Regions from separate parts of the Zea mays genome. Here region 1 is linked to region 2. Evidence: chromatin contacts called from public Hi-C data. All regions are on one chromosome and are shown on one strand. Each heading gives the region's core, a stretch centred on a gene start, on an enhancer-like site or on the middle of the called end of the contact. The rest is flanking DNA. Distances are from core to core; before and after follow the strand shown. Region 1 holds the start of LOC100273395. Region 2 holds the start of LOC100281916.

Region 1 (3,863 bases), core at 1,056-3,555, 260 kb before region 2:
AGTTTGTTTTCATGGACTTGGAAACAATGAGGTGGTGAGAAAGCATGGCTAGTAGCAACTGGGTTTATACGCAAACCCAAGCATTATTTTAATGCTATAAATTCTCCTCTACTGTGAGTAGTTAAATTCCGATACAATAATATGGGCAGTAAATCATCTATCTGTGTAGTTGATAGATGTAGTGACAACATGTGCATATGTGGTCACTGGATTATAGTATTTATGGAGTTTTGAAGGATTCCAAATACATAATCACCAATCACAAATTTGCAATGCTTGGAAAGTCTTTGTGACTTAGAGCATCCTGGTCAAATATGGTACATTTGACCTAGTGAATCCTTCCTTCTGAAAGGATACACAAAGTATGGTATGTTCAGTGTAAATATGTGCAACATATTTTAAACATACATTACTTATCAACGGAGTTCGAGATAGAGGATATGAATTGAAAGAGATTTTCAATTCAAACTAAACTATCTTGAGTATCTTGGATACAAAGTTGTCTATATCCAACGTATATTGAAGAAATTCAATATAATGGAATCATAGTCATTTGATTCTTTCAGATCATGAGATGTGCTATTGTATCTTGCAAGAGCATCCGGCAGGATATTGCTTTGCAATGATTTGCTAGCTAACAGCACATGAGATCGAGTTATGATCTCCAGGTGTACTCATGCTCTCCTTATGTTTGGATATATTGATCTTGGATATCTATAGAAGATCCCCAGGTACAAGATCAAATGACATACTTCTGGTAAGTTGGACCTACTGTTTGATAAATGTTAATCAACAGAGATTAATGGTCACTTACACTAATCATTCTATAGTACACTTCGTGGGATTGTACAGAATGATATACTACATACAGAGGGTATGTGGTGGTCATGATTTTATATCAGTGACCTTATTATCTATGAAGATAATATTACTTTGTGTTGTTTAGATGAAAAACAAGTTACGAACTAAGTCTCTACTTACTCCACATTTTAGATGTGTTTGAGAGCAGGTATGGGATGACTTAGTGTTTTGTAAAGATCAGGGGGAGTTTCCCTCTTGATCGAAAGAACTTGTTTATACATCATGTTGTACTCTTTTCTTCGCATGAGTTTTTCCCTGCTTGGGTTTCTCATTCAAAGTTTTTAACGAGACAACATCAACACAAGGTCTATGTCGTATCATCTATTTTTCCCGTAGAGGTTTTCAAGGATGATACATTATGACATAGTTATTGTTGTATTTGAACTAGGATATGAGTTTATATCCCTAGAGTTCAAATGGATCAACAATAGAGTATGACTACTCTCCTTATTTTTCCCGTTGGGTTTTTAAGGAGACTCGGCTGATATGTTGATTTCTCAGATTTTCTGACTAGATTATCTTGGAGAAATATTAGCCTGAGTTATATGTCTCATCATTTATTTTCCCCACGGGGGTTTTTGCGATGATGGCTATAGACATATTATTGTTCTTTGGGCTAGAGGTCCATTGGAGAACAATGTCGTATTGTGGCTCAATTGAACCATTGACCATTATCCATAAGGATAATTGAGTTTGTGTTGTTCAGATGGAAACAGGAAAATAGAGATATGAATATCTTGCAAACAAAGTCATGTGATAATCTTGTTGATCTATTCACAAAATCTCTACCATACTCCACGTTTCAGAAATGTGTTGAGGGGATTGGTACGAGAAGACTTAAGTGCTTGCAAGAATCAGGGGGAGTAATTCTCCATGATATTTGACCTGTTTTGAACCATCATATTACACTCTTTTCTTTGTATGAGTTTTGCCTTATTGAGGTTTTCTCATCCAAAGTTTTTAACGAGGTAATATCAACTAAGCTATATGCTTCATCATTGATTTTCCCCACAGGGTTTTTTTTTACGAATGATGATTACAAGCATATTTTCTTTTGGAGTTCGTGTGAGATTATTCTCATTATCCAAAAGACATTGTGTACTCCTTATTTTTCCCACAGGGTTTTTGAGGAGATAAGATCTTGGAAGAACATCTGACAGATCATCAAATGAAGTTGGATTGATCAAGGGGGAGTGTTACAAAATATTATATATGTGATCAATCCAAGGGGTGCGACAGTTTTCCCAAGGGACACACCTCTTGGGATACACCCCTTCACTTGTATATAAATGTAATGATCTGTGGAATACAAACGACAGTCCTGTCATTTGTCGCTTCTCTCTGTCTCTCTCCACTGAGTTAGCCACTGAGTTATAATAACCACGACGTTAACAACGATATCTTGCCCTGCATCGCTTTCTTCGGCCGCGCTGTTTCGACATATTCCATTCTAAACCCCAGCTAATACGCCAGCCAGCCCAGGAGCCAAGCCCTAGGCCCTACTCACTGTGGACCCCAAATCCCCAACTGCTCCTCTTCCTCGTCGTCTTCCTCTCCGTCCCCGTCCCCGTCCCCCTCTCGGCCTCCCCCTCCACTAGCCCCAAATCCTCCGTCTCCTCCTGTCCCTCTCCGCATCCACCGGACCCCACCGGGAATGGCGGTTTGAGTAAGTTCCCGTACCAGGGTTCTTCGGTCTGGGAGGCCGAGGGGACACCGGGTCGGAGTGAGGGGCCGCCATGGCGAGCGACGTGCCCATGACCCCGGAGCTCGAGCAGATCGACGGAGAGATCCACGATATCTTCCGCGCCCTCCAGTGAGTTCATGACTTCCCTCCCTCGCCTCTGCTGCTTTTGGACTGCGCCCTGGAGAAGCGGCAGGCGCCCGACGGGTCAGCGGAGAGGTTGCCGCGCGCTTTCCACTTGCTCTGGGCCAAAGGATATTTTTTTTTTAAAAAAAGCGAATCGTTCGTGGCTGGAAGAGTAAAAGGTTTGCTACAACAGGGGGTAAATCCGCGTTACTGCGTTAGGATCTAGGAGCTTCAGCCAGGAGGACCACTGAAGCAACAACAAAATTGTGGGCCAAGCATATTAATTTTGGTGCCAAGACACTCATGGTCCTTCAAGATGGGTTTTACACTGCTAGTAATGTATTTAGAAGGCTGTTCCTGTTCCCTTGTTTGTCTAAGATGCATCTGACACTGCCAGTAATGTACATGGTGCACAGTTTCGTATTTGTAACGCTTCTAAGCATCCCTGCTGCATCAAGTGGTAATGCAAGTTTATTACTGCCTAATTTGTTGCCACCACTGTTCATACCTGAATCAGGTATTGGAATCGATATATCAGATTCTGCAGCTGCTGTATTGGTTTATCGTGTCTCCTTTTTTCACATAAGCCAAATTCATACCTATACAAGTTACATACATCAAAGTTGCAAAATATATAAAAAACGCTTTTGTAGGATTAGACCTATGCAGCACGAGCATGGATACGTGTATCTGTATCCAGTGGATACACATACATGTATTGGTATCAAGTGGATACAGATACGCAGATAGCATTTCCCCCAAATCACGATATGTCGATATGTTTTAGTGTTCTTTTAATAACTATAAATAGTTGTGCATATTAAAATAATAGAACCAGTGTTGCAGTAGCAGACAAAAGGAACATAGAACTACATTTCTTGCTCAAGTGTGGCAGGGGGAGGCTTGGTTCATGCAATTCAAGCTTCTTTTCCCTTTTCTTTGTTCTCTTGCAATATCAGCAGGCCTAGCGCTAGTGCTATGACTACGCACGTTTGTTGCTACCATCTACTCATGGTGGCTGGAAAAATCAAGAACTGAGGAGACTATCGGGGAGACAGGTAGAGCCGAAGGGGAACGGAGAAGACCTAGGTCGAGAACAGGATGACTAGTTCGAGAATATGAAGACTAGGTTGGGAATGGAAAGACCAAATAAGAATAAACTCACAGGTGGCTGTGGCGTGGTGAAGTCATCACG
Region 2 (3,853 bases), core at 1,259-3,758:
TGAAGGCATCACATCATATCCCATTTGCTGGAGAGACTTGCTTATTTCCTTCAGTGGCAGTGTGGTCTGCTTGATCATGAAAAGAAACGTAGTTCAGCTGATGCACATGATAAGATAACTAACAGGTAGCAGGAAACAGAGTTGTGCAAACAATCATTGATGTAGAAGCTGGAGAGATCAATGATCCGAAGATGAACATGTACGTACAGTGGATAACGAGAGTGGTGCATTGAAGTGATAGCTCTAGGTTTAACAAAGGGAAATCAATACTTTGCTTGCACTCTTGGAAATGAAAAGAATGCAATCGACGGACAGTAGATTTATTAAAACAGAGACTATGTAGGACACCAAGTAAACAGCATAATGTGAAACGCTAGTTTTCCAAATGAAATGCTCATAATTATTTTTTGGAAACAATTGTTAAAATGTACCTGTCTTGCGTGTAAGATGTTTCCATCGGATGATATGATAGGCGTCCTCTGGAGTGTAAAGAAACCAAGAAGATATAATGACACAAAGAATTAACATGCTTGTACATGAGAGCAACCGTAAAATTATAGCAAACCTGTGGTTTCCATCCTAGCTCATCAGGGCAACGGAAAGTAGCTTCATTGACAGCTCGATTCTCAAGCGCAAACCTATGTGAACCACTGTTGGCGCCAAAATGGAGCTGAAAACGTTGCATAAACATAAATTGATTTGTTTAGATTAAATGAATATGAGCAACTAAAGCGAGTTTTATCATGACAAATTCAGGTGACGAAAACACTAGCACATGTTCCATGCAAAAAAAAAAAAGACTGAAGAACACAGTCGCCTATTCTCAACATTAAAGTATTAACCAGTTTCTCCAAACTATCTGGATTTCATACTTGCTCAGGTAATTCACTTCGTATGCTAACATATATGATCAGGTGAACGAAGTTAACAAAACTGCTTCTCCAAACTAGTTAATTTGGTCTGTACACTGATATATGATGTGGAGAAGCGCTACCCTACCAGAATCACTCGCTCCTGAGCCGGCATCCCACGTCCCCGGCCGGAGACGACGGTGGACTCCAGCAGTTGGTACAGTGGGCCAAGCGCGCCCTGCCCGGCGGCCTCGAGGACGGTGCAGCTCCCGAGCACCAGGCCCTTGGGCAGCCCTCTGGTGTCCATGAACGACGCGAGGTTGCGCACGATCTTCTCGGTGGGGTTGTCGGCGACTCCGTGGAACTTCTTGAACCCAGTGACGTGGACGGTGGTGGTGACGGGAGAAGGCCCCTCGGAAGTCGGAACCCATCTGTATGTATGTATGTGCAGTGTTGCGTTGAGCAGCAGAAGGTGACCTCTGCCTCTGCCTGATGAGAACCTGGAACCCTGGAGAGGGAGAGAGAGAGAGGTTGCTAATATCAGTAATTAAAAGCAGGTACTGCAGTGGGGAAAGCATGGACTGTGGCAACTGCCCAGCCCAGCACGAGCGCACTTTTTTTTTTCTTGGACCAGAGGCTGCTTATCCAGCACGAGTGCATTTACACACGTATAAAGACATTCGGCAAATATTTAATCATGCAAATGGGAGGCCGATCGCAGTCTTCGCAGATATAATGTAGTGTGGTCCTGTGCTGTATGTAATCGAACCAGTTGCGTGTATATATGATCAAACGGTAGGAAGAAGGCAAGCATTTTTTCTATGGATGGATGTGTGATGGGAAGGACGCCACGGAGCGGAGAAGCCATCCTGAAACCGACTGACGACGCAGACGTCTCCCGGCGGCCAGACCCAGAGTAGTATCGAAAATAATTAAGCTGGACAAGCAAGCTCGGTTGCAGAGCTCCGGGCTGCATCAGAGAATGGAAAGCTCGTCGAGGCCAACCAAGCCCGGAGTCAGTAACGTGCTCTATCAATACAGTGTTAAGGGGTGTTTGGTTTGTAGGGACTAATGTTTAGTCCCTTCATTTTATTTCTTTTTAGTCTATAAATTGCTAAATATAGAAACTAAAATAAAGTTTTAGTTTCTATATTTGACAATTTTGGAACTAAAATGAAATAAAATGTAGGGACTAAACATTAGTCCCTAGAAACCAAACACCTTCTTAGGCTATCTCTACAGTTTATCTATTTTCATACTTATATTTAAACTCCACTCTACGAACAGTCTACGTGCAAAATAATGTTTTTCGGTTACAGAGTGTAGTGTTTTTGGGTTAACTGACAAACCATCGTATATGGCGTCGATTAGAAGAACACAAGGGAGGAGTCCCAAATCCAGATTGAAACCAAAATTCCCCAGACGAGACCATTGGGGGAGAGAGCTGTCGACCCAAATTAAACAGACAACTGCTGCTGCTGGAGGAGGAGGAGGAGGAAAGGCGTTGCTCACCTCGGGAGAGGCAGCGGGGGCGGGTCCTGAGCGCGCGGCGCGGGGACGAATTGAAGCCGCTCCTCCTCCTGCCCTGAGCTGCCGGCGGTCTCGCGGGTTGGGGCGGGAGAGAGAAGCGGGCGGGCGGGCGGAACGGAAGAAGAGCGGCTTTTCTGACTCAAGTCCAGTGCTTACTTTACTGATGATAAAATAAGCGCGCGTCCACGTCACAGCCGGGTGGGGTGGCCCACGTGTCAGCGGGGTGGGTGGGGAGCCAGCTTAGCCGAGGAGAGGATATGGCACCACACGAGTACACGACAATCGAGTCATCGACAATCCAGTCATCGAGAGCGCCGTGCCGGAACCGGGACGCCAACCCAAGTCCGCGGCGCCGCGCGCGCCTTCAGTTTGCTTGGTTAGTTCCCGAAACCACATGGCACTCGTGCGGTTCCAGCTTCCCGGAGTGTATGCTCCGGATGCGGCGACATTCCTGCTCTGGCTGAGTGGTGAGATGAATGGTAGGTCCTCTGCTACTTGATGATGGCACGCTGCATGCACAGTGGCATCACCGTCACTAAAACGCACCATCCAAACTACGAATAAAATTCCCTGCAATTTATTTCTCATTTTTTACATTATCATGCACACGGTTCGTTTTCCATACATCCAAACATTCCTCGCCATTTTTTTCGTCGTCAGGAAACTCTAATAAACACCACAAACCTCGGGGCAGTTCATCTTCACCACCATGATTTCCAAAGTCACCCTAGTAGGAATTAAACACCTTATAGTATTGTACACCTGTTTATGCCAACAGACGAGAAGATCCTCCTCGCAGAAGGCCACAAGCGGCCAAGAAGCCCAGGCCTCTCTTCCTCGAATGCGTACTCTGATTCTCTGGTCGGACTATCCATTGTATTTGCACCTCTATCAGCACTTGTTGCCTCACCAGAGCCCCTTGCATCACCCGCATCCTTTCCACCCTCTGATTCTACACCAACTTCAGATATCTCTCCCGGCTTCTTGTCAAAGAGCCCTTTGAACTGCTTCCTCGCCTTCTTTTCAGCTTCCTGATTTACATATATTGCCATTTTGTTGTTAGCTCCAAAGCTTAAACGGTTTGGGTTAATGTTGCTCTCTTGCGTACCTGTTCCTTCTGCTTAAGTTTAAGGAGGGCAGCTGTAGCGTCCGGTTCTGATGACTTGTCAACGGTAATCATCTATAATACGAGAATGCAATCACGTGTAGATTAGACAAGGTGACGCATATTTAAACATGGCACTCGACTGACTCGAGCGTGGTGTTACCAACCTTCTCAAAATCATTCCTCGCATCATCAAATTCCCCGAGTAACATGTAGGACATTCCTTGGCGGTAAAGAGCTTTCGCATGCACAGGATTTGTGTCCAGCACCTGCTCGAGTAAATGAAAATATATTGCTAATTCAGCTTTAGCATCACATAACTTTGTTTTCAAACACCCAAAAAAAAAGCGCCACCGAGCAAACAAAA

The links. A called contact is a pair of places that touch in the nucleus more often than the background predicts.
Region 1: a contact with region 2 is called in a Hi-C map of ear, with 2.7 times the contacts expected there. The contact joins the promoter of LOC100273395 here to the promoter of LOC100281916 in region 2. A contact is called at or near these places in 3 of 25 Hi-C or Micro-C datasets (ear, tassel and an unstated tissue).

Annotation. Positions count from the first base shown.
Region 1 is chr1:64,027,074-64,030,936 of Zm-B73-REFERENCE-NAM-5.0, reverse strand. LOC100273395 reads left to right here and starts at 2,305. Exons shown (of 10, transcript NM_001360245.1): 1 at 2,305-2,674. The coding sequence starts at 2,598.
Region 2 is chr1:63,768,923-63,772,775 of Zm-B73-REFERENCE-NAM-5.0, reverse strand. It overlaps LOC100281916, which reads right to left and starts at 2,508. Exons shown (of 6, transcript NM_001154835.2): 1 at 2,364-2,508; 2 at 1,272-1,359; 3 at 1,000-1,270; 4 at 566-670; 5 at 432-479; 6 at 1-66. The coding sequence starts at 1,282. It overlaps LOC103635345, which reads right to left. Exons shown (of 20, transcript XM_035963923.1): 18 at 3,654-3,755; 19 at 3,490-3,561; 20 at 2,934-3,412. The coding sequence ends at 3,128.